Regions from separate parts of the Hordeum vulgare genome. Here region 2 is linked to region 1. Evidence: chromatin contacts called from public Hi-C data. All regions are on one chromosome and are shown on one strand. Each heading gives the region's core, a stretch centred on a gene start, on an enhancer-like site or on the middle of the called end of the contact. The rest is flanking DNA. Distances are from core to core; before and after follow the strand shown.

The links. A called contact is a pair of places that touch in the nucleus more often than the background predicts.
Region 2: a Hi-C map of seedling shows a contact between it and region 1, with 2.3 times the contacts expected there. The contact joins the promoter of LOC123444902 here to the promoter of LOC123444898 in region 1. A contact is called at or near these places in 2 of 6 Hi-C or Micro-C datasets (leaf and seedling).

What each region holds. Positions count from the first base shown.
Region 1 is chr3H:547,877,795-547,883,418 of MorexV3_pseudomolecules_assembly, reverse strand. It overlaps LOC123444898 (pentatricopeptide repeat-containing protein At3g46790, chloroplastic), which reads right to left and starts at 1,301. Exons shown (of 1, transcript XM_045121780.1): 1 at 1-1,301. The coding sequence starts at 1,141.
Region 2 is chr3H:548,175,124-548,180,978 of MorexV3_pseudomolecules_assembly, reverse strand. LOC123444902 (CASP-like protein 5B1) reads right to left here and starts at 1,421. Exons shown (of 3, transcript XM_045121785.1): 1 at 1,039-1,421. The coding sequence starts at 1,166.

The DNA.
Region 1 (5,624 bases), core at 52-2,551:
ACCCAACTTGAACCATTTCCTCAAACACCTGAACCGCCTCACGGCCAAAGCCATGCACCCCATATCCAGATATAAGTGAATTCCATGACACCACATCCCTCCGGCGTCCTATCCAGTTGAAGATACGCCGGCCAACTTCAAGGCATCCACATCTCATGTACATTGCCATCAACGCGTTCAGCACAGAAACAAGTGAGTCGAAACCCCTCCGAAGAATATATGCATGCAATAGTTTGCCATGACTGAGTGCGTTTACTCCCGCGCACGCATTCAAGACGCTTACTATTGTGATCGAGTTAGGCACCAGGTCTGCATCAGAAGCCAGCATATCCTTGAACAGCTCAATGGCATCAGCAGGTCTCTCATTCTTGGCATAGCACCCAATCATGGCACTCCAGGAAACAACGTTCCTCTCTGGCATTGCAGCAAACACATTCTCAGCATAGCTGACGATCCCAAGCTTTGCATAGCAGTCAATAAGAGTAGTGGCGACATGCATGTGCAATGCGTAGCCACGGCGGATGGCATGTGCGTGTACCTCGCGTACACGTGCGGAGGCCGGCGCGTGCGACGCCGACACGGCGATGCAGGCCTTGAGCCCGTGCGTGTAGCTGTAGCTGTCGACGGGAACGCGGAGCCGCCCCATGTCGGCCAGGCGCGCGAGCGCCTCGTCGCCATGGTCGGCGAGGGTGAGGGCCTTGAGCAGCGCGTTCCACACGAAGATGTTCTTGTCGGGCGCCTCGTCGAACACCTGGCGCGCGGCCGGGAGCGCGCCGAGCGCGGCGTAGGCGTCGATGAGGCGGGTGGAGAGGAAGGGGTCGGAGCGGAAGACCGGGTCGGACTCGAGGCGGCGGTGGACGGCCGCGGCGAGCGCGGCGTCCCCGGCCCTGGCGGCGGCTTGGAGGAGCGACTCGTAGGTGCGCTGCGTGGGCGCGGGGAGGCCCGGGAGGAGCGCGGCGGCGCGGGAGAGGCTGCCGCTGGCGCAGAGCGTCTGGATGAGGTGGTTCGCGTTGGCCGCTGGCGGGGGGCCCGCGCCCGACGACGACGACAGGGAGGACCGGCAGCGCGCGAGCGTTGGGCGCCTGGAGCCGAACGCCGGGTGGGTGGGGTGGAGCGAGCTCGCGGGGGCGGAGGAGAACATGAGGTGGAGGGGGCGGAGGCGGAGGCGGAGGGGGCGGCTCGGTAGGGGCTTCACCGTGGGGAGTGGGGAGGAGGCGCGCACGCCGCTGCGCCGGCGTGGTGGATATTTTCTGGGTGGGGTTTGTGTTGTGGCCGGTTCGGTCGGAGCTAGGCGGAAAGGAAAATGGCCGAGCCGGAGAAGCGTCGGGATTTTTTGTGGCTTTGGTAAGCCGATGCCCGATGGGCTCCTGGTTCAGCTCACACTCACACACACGCGGCTTGTAATTTAATTCGCCCCCAAGTTTGGGCTGAATGGGTCGGTGTGGTTCCGCGCGCAAGGCCAATAGTGGGCCCGTTATTTTTAGATTTCACGTAAACTAGTAATGTGTATGTACAGCGCACGTCTTATTAACACATCTTATATAAAACCTAACAAATTCTAGCCAACTATATCATTAATTTCCTGAACTTTCACACGAAGTGCATAGTATCTAATTTTTTCCTCGTGTAAATAATTTGAAACATCACTCTTCATAAATAAACATTCCTTTTAAAACAAATATCACACATCTTTGCATCAATTATATAATCTCTTATCGAAATGCACACTTCCCCAATGCATAGTGCCCAAATAATTATAATGCATTGTAAATAAATTTCAGTATGTGAGCAAACTCTTCAGGCTAGCTTCAAACAATGAAAGTCCGGTCAAATATACAACCATTTGATTTTTTAATTATATTAGTATTACAATATAATCCAGTCAGAAATTATATTCCCCTAGTGGGATAATGGACCATTTAAAAGGTACATGTCAATTCTGCATACACATATAAACAAAGTAGCATTCAGATAAGAATTGTTTCCGTATCAACAAAATTAAGTGAAGAACTATTAGAAAAATCAAGTATCATCAAAAAAAAAATGAGAAGATGCCATTGTCAAACTTCAATGGTAACTATCTTGAGCAACTATGAAGATTGACAAAAGGAAATGCCACGCATATGCTTCTTATGAATATTGATCTGCAAAAAAAATCTGACAACAAAATTTACCAATTGAATGCAAGGATGACATATGATATTCATTGATAGTAAAGAATCAACAAATCGCGGTTCTGCTCCTTCTTGGTCCTCATCTCGTGGTCCATGATCGTCACGCGGTTGGCCTTGGCCACGATCTCCATTGCCGGCTGCGCCCCCAACATGTTGTACCTCCCCTGTAGATTGCAAATTGCAGACCAACCAACAACCCGGCACGGGACAAATTCAAATGATTCTGATTTCGTCTTGGGGAGGATATGAACGGATAACGAATCAACGAATCGTGAGGCTGTACGGGCAAAGGGAGGGACGGACCACGTTGGTGCCCTTGGATGCCTGCTCGGCGAACTCGAAGAGGAAGCTGGGCGCCTCGCGGTCGTCCTCCCGGACAAGGCAGCGGTAGGCCAGCACCGGCGTGAGGTGGTCGGAGAAGATGCAGCGCCGGAGGGGCAGCAGCGTGTGCCCCGCCGCCGCCGCCGACCTGAAGGCCTCCTCCTCCTCCCGCACCGCTGCACAACCCGCATTCAGTCAGTCAGTCAATTAACAATGGCAGCCTCCGGCAGTCGGTCGGGGGATAAGTAAGATGGGCTCACCGATGGCGTCGAGCTTCTAGAAGGCGGTGGCGACGTGACACACGACGCCGGGGCGCGCGGGAGGGGCGTCCGCCCTCGCGCCGCCGGCGGCGAGGCGCCCCTGCTGCTGCGGCGGCGGCGGCGGTGCGAGAGTCGTCGTCGGCACGCGTGCCCGCGCCCGCGCCCACGGCGGCGGGGAGAGAGACGGCCGCAGGGAGAGCGCGAGCCCGGCCGCCGCCATTTGGTTGACTGGGTTTGATGGAGCGTAGATGAGCGCAATCGGAGAGGCTGGAGGAGCGAGCGATGCGGGCGGGGGCGGGCGACCTGGGCGAGGCGGGCGAGCTGGGCGATTGACCGGGAGACTGTTGGGGAACGTCGCATGGGAAACAAAAAATTTCCTACGCGCACGAAGACCTATCATGGTGATGTCCATCTACGAGAGGGGATGTGTGATCTACGTACCCTTGTAGACCGTACAGCAGAAGCGTTAGTGAACGCGGTTGATGTAGTGGAACGTCCTCACGTCCCTCGATCTGCCCCGCGAACCGTCCCGCGATCAGTCCCACGATCTAGTGCCGAACGGACGACACCTCCGCGTTCAGCACACGTACAGCTCGACGATGATCTCGGCCTTCTTGATCCAGCAAGAGAGACGGAGAGGTAGAAGAGTTCTCCGGCAGCGTGACGGCGCTCCGGAGGTTGGTGATGATCTTGTCTCAGCAGGGCTCCGCCCGAGCTCCGCAGAAACGCGATCTAGAGGAAAAACCGTGGAGGTATGTGGTCAGGCTGCCGTGGAAAAGTCGTCTCAAATCAACCCTAAAACCTCCGTATATATAGGTGGGAGAGGGGGGGCCTTGCCTTGGGGATCAAGGAACCCCAAGGAGGTCGGCCGAGCCAAGGGGGGAAGGTCTCCCCCCCCAAACCGAGTCCAACTTGGTTTGGTGGGTGGAGTCCTTCTTCCCTTTCCCACCTCCTCCTTTTTTTCTCTTTGATTTTCTTCCTATGGCGCATAGGGCCTTCTTGGGCTGTCCCACCAGCCCACTAAGGGCTGGTGTGCCACTCCCAAGGCCTATGGGCTTCCTCGGGGTGGGTTGCCCCCCGGTGAACTCCCGGAACCCATTCGTCATTCCCGGTAACTCCGAAAACCTTCCGGTAATCAAATGAGGTCATCCTATATATCAATCTTCGTTTACGGACCATTCCGGAAACCCTCGTGACGTCCGTGATCTCATCCGGGACTCCGAACAACATTCGGTAACCAACCATATAACTCAAATACGCATAAAACAACGTCGAACCTTAAGTGTGCAGACCCTGCGGGTTCGAGAACTATGTAGACATGACCCGAGAGACTCCTCGGTCAATATCCAATAGCGGGACCTGGATGCCCATATTGGATCCTACATATTCTACGAAGATCTTATCGTTTGAACCTCAGTGCCAAGGATTCATATAATCCCGTATGTCATTTCCTTTGTCCTTCGGTATGTTACTTGTCCGAGATTCGATCGTCAGTATCCGCATACCTATTTCAATCTCGTTTACCGGCAAGTCTCTTTACTCGTTCCGTAATACAAGATCCCGCAACTTACACTAAGTCACATTGCTTGCAAGGCTTGTGTGTGATGTTGTATTACCGAGTGGGCCCCGAGATACCTCTCCGTCACGCGGAGTGACAAATCCCAGTCTCGATCCATACTAACTCAACTAACACCTTCGGAGATACCTGTAGAGCATCTTTATAGTCACCCAGTTATGTTGCGACGTTTGATACACACAAAGCATTCCTCCGGTGTCAGTGAGTTATATGATCTCATGGTCATAGGAACAAATACTTGACACGCAGAAAACAGTAGCAACAAAAAGACACGATCAACATGCTACGTCTATTAGTTTGGGTCTAGTCCATCACATGATTCTCCTAATGATGTGATCCCGTTATCAAGTAACAACACTTGCCTATGGCCAGGAAACCTTGGCCATCTTTGATCAACGAGCTAGTCAACTAGAGGCTTACTAGGGACAGTGTTTTGTCTATGTATCCACACAAGTATTGTGTTTCCAATCAATACAATTATAGCATGGATAATAAACGATTATCATGAACAAAGAAATATAATAATAACTAATTTATTATTGCCTCTAGGGCATATTTCCAACAGTCTCCCACTTGCACTCGAGTCAATAATCTAGTTCACATCACCATGTGATTCCAACGAATCCAACACCCATATAGTTATGAGGTCTGATCACGTCTTGCTCATGAGAGAGGTTTTAGTCAACGGTTCTGAAATTTTTAGATCCGTGTGTTATTTACAAATCTTTATGTCATCTTATAGATGGTGCTACTATGTGCTATTCGGAAATACTCCAAGTATCTACTCTACTATACGAATCCGTTTCACTACTCATAGTTTTTCGGATTAGTGTCAAAGCTTACATCGACGTAACCCTTTACGACGAACTCTTGAACCACCTCCATAATCGAGAAAAATTCCTTAGTCCATCAGTTACTAAGGATAAATTTTGACCGCTGCTAGTGATTCAATCATGGATCACTCTCTGTACCTCTCAACAGACTTGCTGCAAGGCACACATCAGGTGCGGTACTCAGCATGGCATACTTTAGAGTCTACAGCTAAGGCATAGAAGACGACCTTCGTCTATTCTCTTTATTCTGCCGTGGTCGGGTTCTGAGTCTTACTCAAATTCACACCTCACAACGCAACCAAGAACTCCTTCTTTGTTGATCTATTTTGAACTCCTTCAAAACTTGTCAAGGCATGCATTTTGTTGAAACTTCTATTAAGCGTTTTGATCTATCTCCATAGATCTTGATGCTCAATGTTCAAGTAGCTCAATCCAGGTATTCCTTTGAAAACTCCTTTCA
Region 2 (5,855 bases), core at 172-2,671, 300 kb before region 1:
GTGCCTAGGCGGGCGCTTAAGTGTGCATAGGCTCTAGGCCATAGCAAAACGACTAGAGCATAATTGCGCATAAGCGTGCGCTTTGGTCAGAAAAACGCAAGGCAGTGGCAAGACGCACAATTAACGCCTAGTGCTTTTTTAAACTATCAATTAATGTTCTTATTCTGGAGAGCTTGCCATCACTGAAATGATGCTGTGTAGTAAGGGTAATACACAGATTGCTCAATCAGTGCAACTTCTAGAAAGCTATGTTCATTCTGTACGAGGTTATTGAGGTATTCAGCAAGGGAGCCAAATGCATGACCTGAAAGGTACAGGTAAAGGTAAATTTGGCATAATGGCTATTGAGGAGCCTAACCAAAGCCATGGCACTTCTGATACACATTTGACAATGTGGGTGCCAGTTCAATCTAACAATTTGAGACATGCTGTGCTGTCAGCCTGCGGTATACTCATAACGCGTAAGCATTCTGGAAACTAAGATGGGGGCATGTATGGAAAGGATGTAAACCAATGGCTCAATGGATCAATCAGCCAGCTGTTGTTCACTATCTCAAACCGTTAATGGTTCTGACCAAGACAGATCTTTGGCACATGGTATTCTGAAGGACGTCCCTCCTTTCAACAGGGAATTGCTGTGCAGATCCTCTAAAGGAGCTGCCGTATTCAGCAGATGTAGTCCCAGACTGTTCGCTGCTGGTGCTTTCAAGTCAAACCTGCAGCCTCAGTCACCAAATGCTGATCGATTAAGGCAATTGCTACTCAGAATTTGAGATCCTGTCACTTTTGGGCGCTGCAGATGCACTTCCAGGAAAAAACCTAATTGCCAAACATTTCCCCACCCCAAGTACAGCGAGCAACTAGTCAATGCCAACAAAACGAATGCATCATGCTGCTGCTGAAGCTTCTAAAATACCATGCCCAAATAGCCTTTGCTAAGTAGTAATAGCTACCGAAGTCGCACTGGGGACGGCCACCGGGCATCAGAGAGAGGGATAGGGCGCAAATCGGGGCGTTTGGGGAGCGGGAGGGTGCTACCAGAAGGCGGTGTAGTTGGCGAAGCCGATTGCGGAGGACATGACGCAGACGGACGCGGCGGCGAAGAGGAACTGGCCCAGCCGCAGCGAGAGGCCGCTCCACGTGCCGGGGCTCCCGGACAGCTCCATCGCGCCGCCCGGCCTGGCCCCCCCGAGCGCAGCCGCACGCTCCCTCAGACGCCGAGCCGGCGATCGGCGGCCATGCGGGCGGGCGGGCGAGCTAGAGTGGAGCGGGTCTAGGGTCTCGGCGGGCGGCGGGGAGCGGCGGAAAGGTGGTGGTGGTGGCTCGGCGAGTCGGGGGTTTCCGATTATTTTTTTGCCCAAAGGGGAGGGGATAGGTGGGAGGGGGGAAGGAAAGGGGGGAGAGCGGAGAGCAGACTTTTTGCGACGGGGTTTGGACTTTTGGAGGGGTGCCGCGCGACCCGGCGGCGACGGAAGTTGGCGTGCGGCCGCGCCGTGGCAGTTGTCGTTGGCGCGGGGCGTTTGGTCAAGCGGTGCGGCGGGGATTGCGATTGCAGGGTCGGCTGAACGGCGCCGGCCCGGCCGGACGCGGTTGCTTGCGTCGATGGCTTTTAGTTTTATCGCGTCCCCAACATTGATTTTTGGCCGGAGAAGGGGGGCGGGGCTGCCGCATATGGCCTATTCTCTATTTTGTTTTCTGCGAAAGGGGCTTGATGTGACGGCTTTTTCTCCTCGTGCCGGCACACAAGAGCCAGCTTTTTTTTTTTTTGAAAGATCCGGAGATGGCCGGCTTGAATTAAAATAGCAGGAAGCACATGAAGAAGAAATACATCAAAGGGTGGGGGTGATCAATGGATCAAGGATGTAAGAGGAAGAACAACAAAAAAAAGAGGGATGGGGTAGCTAGGAATCTCTCATGGTGGTTCCCCAAAGGGGTGCTCTAATTGTGCTGCGCCTACGTCGCGTCACAGCCTAAGCGTTCTGCTGATTTCCTCCTTTATGTCTTGGGCTTGCCCCTTCTTGTTTCTGAAGGTGCATTCGTTTCTCTCCTTCCAGATCTCAGCCAGAATTAGGATGACCATTGTTTTGATCGCCTTGTTGTGCTCTGCCGGTGCATTGCTTATCATTTTGGATATGATAGCTGCTGACTTGTTGTTGCAAGACCAATTGCTTGGGTTGAGAGAGCTGCAACCGACATACGATGCCGCCTGCGACCACACTGATATTACTATCGGGCATTGCCAGAACAAGTGCACTGATGACTCAAGGTTTCTCAGGCACAGTTGGCAAAAATAGTTGTTTGTCCATCCTCTTCTTTGTAGACGATCATTACACCATAACCTATCCTTGAGGAGCAGCCATGCGAAGAACTTGAGTTTTGTCGGTGCCCAGGTGGCCCATATAAGCCTACGGAAGTCTGATTTATAAAACCCCTGGAATTGGGCTTTATACGCAGAGCCGGCAGTGTATACCCCTGAAGCTTCGTGTTTCCAACGGATAGAGTCGCTTACTTGCTCTTGGAGCTGGATATCCTTGTTTTGAATCCATCTATTCAACTTGATCGCTTCTTCCCATATGCTCGCGATGTCACCGTGTGCTAGGTCTGCAATCCAATTGTTATTCTGGAGTGCCTCCTTGATAGTTCTATTTTTTCTACGGGTGTGCGTGAAGAGATTTGGGAAGGCCGACTTTAGGTTTCCCGAGCCTGTCCAGGGGCAATTCCAAAACGAAGCCCGTTAACCATTCCCTAGTGTAACTAACGTAGAGGCGTTGAACAAGGCTTTGTCGTCGTTATCACATGGGAGCTGCATGCCATTTCATGGTCTATCCTGGGTCATCCAGGATAGCCATAGCCAGCGTAGTCGCAGCGCTCTGGTGAAACGTGTCATGTCTAGGATTCCGAGACCTCCATTTTCTATTGGGGAACAGACCCCTTGCCAACCTACTTTGCATTTTCCCCCAGAAGCTTCCTCGTCTTGTGCCCATAGGAATCGGCGGCGGGCCTTGTCAATCTCGAGAAGAAATTTTTTTGGTACCCGCAGCACAGATAGGGCAAATGTGGGCAAGGATGTGAGAACATTCCTAACCAGAACTCTTCTACCAGCTATTGTGAGAAGTCTCCCTTTCCATCCAGCGAGCCTGGCCCGAATTCTATCTAAGATGAACTGGATGTGGACGAGGCGCAGCCGCGACAGCGTGAGGGGGAGGCCTAGGTATCTGACAGGGAAATCTACTGTCTGTCCCCCAAAACTATGCAGAACCTTCTGAAGGTCGATTCCTTCACAACGAATGGCCGTTGCAGTCGATTCCACTGGGTTAATACGTAGCCCCGTCGCGTTCCCGAAGTCATGTAGGATGCCCAGTAGCGTGTCTATCTCTTGTCTGGTCGGGGTAGCAAAAATAACAGCATCGTCAGCGTATAGGCTGACCCTAAGGGGGATTTGTCTACCCGGCAGCGGAGCTAGCATCTGCATATCTGTCGCCCGTACTAGGAGTCTGTGTAGAGGGTCGATGGCTATGATGAAGAGTAGAGGCGACAGTGGATCTCCCTGGCGCAGCCCCTTGCGATGGCAGATATGGCCCCTAGGGATTCCGTTGAGCATGAATGAAGATGACGAGGTTCTGAGCAGCAGGGCGATCCAGTCACGCCATCGGGCTGGGAATCCTAGCACTTGCAGTAGCTCTAGTAGGTATTCCCAGGAGACGTTGTCAAAGGCTCGTACAATGTCTAGCTTGAGGACTAGTGCCGGTATCCTTTGTCGGTGGAGTCTTCTAATCACATTTTGCACATAGAGGAAGCTATCTTGCGTGGACTTCGAGCGTAAGAACGCGGACTGTGCCGGTGAGATGATGTCTGCTATCATTGTAGATAGCCGAAGTGAGAGGACTTTTGCAACTAGTTTGGCGAAGGAGTGAATCAAGCTGATTGGCCTGAAGTCCTGAATCTTTGTTGCTCCATCTTTTTTTGGGATGAGTACCACCATGGTTGTGTTTAAACTACTGAAGTCTCCTCTTGCCAGATGATAGAAGCTATTAAAAGCTAGCATGACGTCAGCTTTGATATGCTGCCAACAGCTTTTGAAAAACATTCCTATGTAGCCATCCGGACCCGGCGCCTTCTCCAATGGAGAAGCTTTTATCGCATCCCATATCTCCGTCTCGGAGAAGGGGTTGTCTAGTCCTGAGTTTTGTAGTGAGGGCATGCCGAGGGAAGTCCAATCTATGCCTGTGAGGCGGTCCGCTTTGGTTCCTAAGTTGGCGTTGAAGTGGCTGTAGATGAGGGCCTCTTTTTGCTCGTGCGATGTTGCAATCTCATTTGTATTCTGAAGGCCGTGTATGAAGTTCTTTTGTCTACGGGATCGCATCTTAGCGTGGAAATTTTTTGTTCCCGCGTCTCCTACACGTATCCAAGTTAGCCTGGATGCTTGCCGCCTCCTTGCACGCTCGACCGCCGACAGTCCTAACAGCCGCAACTTTAGTAGCTTACGCAGGTTGAACTCAGCGTCCGACAGACGCTGCGTTTCCTGTGCTACATCAAATCGAAGTACCAGTTCAGCTGCTATGTAGAATTGAATTTTCGCATTGCTGAGAAAAGCCTTGCTCCAGATTCTAAGGTCTCGCGCAGCTCGCCCTAGCTTGATGTGAAGACGCTAGAAAGCGGATGTTGCTTGTAACGGTCTACTCCAAGCCGCCATAACCGTTTCGTGAAAGCGGGGGAGGCTTGGCCAGAAGCTTTCAAACTTAAACATGGCAGGTCTAGGCGAGGTAGCTGTGTCGGCGAGGAGTAGTGGACAGTGGTCGGATGTAGCCGTAGATGCCGCTATTAGGGAAGCACAGGGAAAAATTTGTTCCCAGGCCTGGTTGCAGAAGAATTTATCTATGCTGGCCATGGTTGGGTCACAACGCTCATTGCTCCAAGTGTAGCGCCTATTTTTACATTTGATCTCCTTGAGACCCGTTGTGTCGATTGCTGTTCTAAATCTGCCCATCAGCCTACGGTTCAGGTTAAGGTTACTCTTATCCCTAGCTTCATAGATGAGGTTGAAGTCTCCGTTGATCAGCCATGGCTCCGCTAACGGGGGTGCGGAGAGGGTGATTTCTCGGAGGAAATCTTCCTTTCTGGCGTCATCCGTTGGACCATAGACAGATGAGATCCAGAAGCTATTTAGCTGCCCAAGTAGTTTGACTTTTGCTATGATTGCAAAAATTCCTACAACATGAGATTCTACCGTAGCTAGATTCCTGTTCCAAAGTATCGCCGCCCCGCCACTTGCCCCGATAGACGGCAGCACTATGCAATCAGCGAGGGATTGCCCCCCAATTTCCCTAATAATTGTTGGGGTCCAATCCGTGATCTTAGTTTCCCGAAGGCAGAGAATTGCAACGCGGTGTGCTGAAGCCACCTCACAAATGGCCGCTCTCTTGACTGGGTTGTTAATTCCCCGGACGTTCCATGACATAATTGGAAGAAGATTGTCATTCATTTGGAGACATGATTAAACTCCAATGGCTAATTTTACTAGATGGCCTCTGGCCCAAGCACAACTCCACTGCTAACATACAAGGGGGGCGCCGGCGTCCACCAATAGGCCCGAGAATACGCCGACGATGATGAGCTCTACCACTAACCTTACACATGAAACTAAATCCTAACTCAGACCAGCTACTAGCCGGCCGCCATTGGAGCTGAAGGTAAGCTAACATACTAAACATCGGCCTCCGCGGCATGCCCATCGGGTCCAGCCATGCGAGCCATGATGCATAGTGCACCGCTGTCTAAGTGTGTGAGCTTTGCAATGACTGCAATGTCGCTATCCGACGGTGGCTCCTTGAAGCGTCGGATGAGTGCTTTTGCGA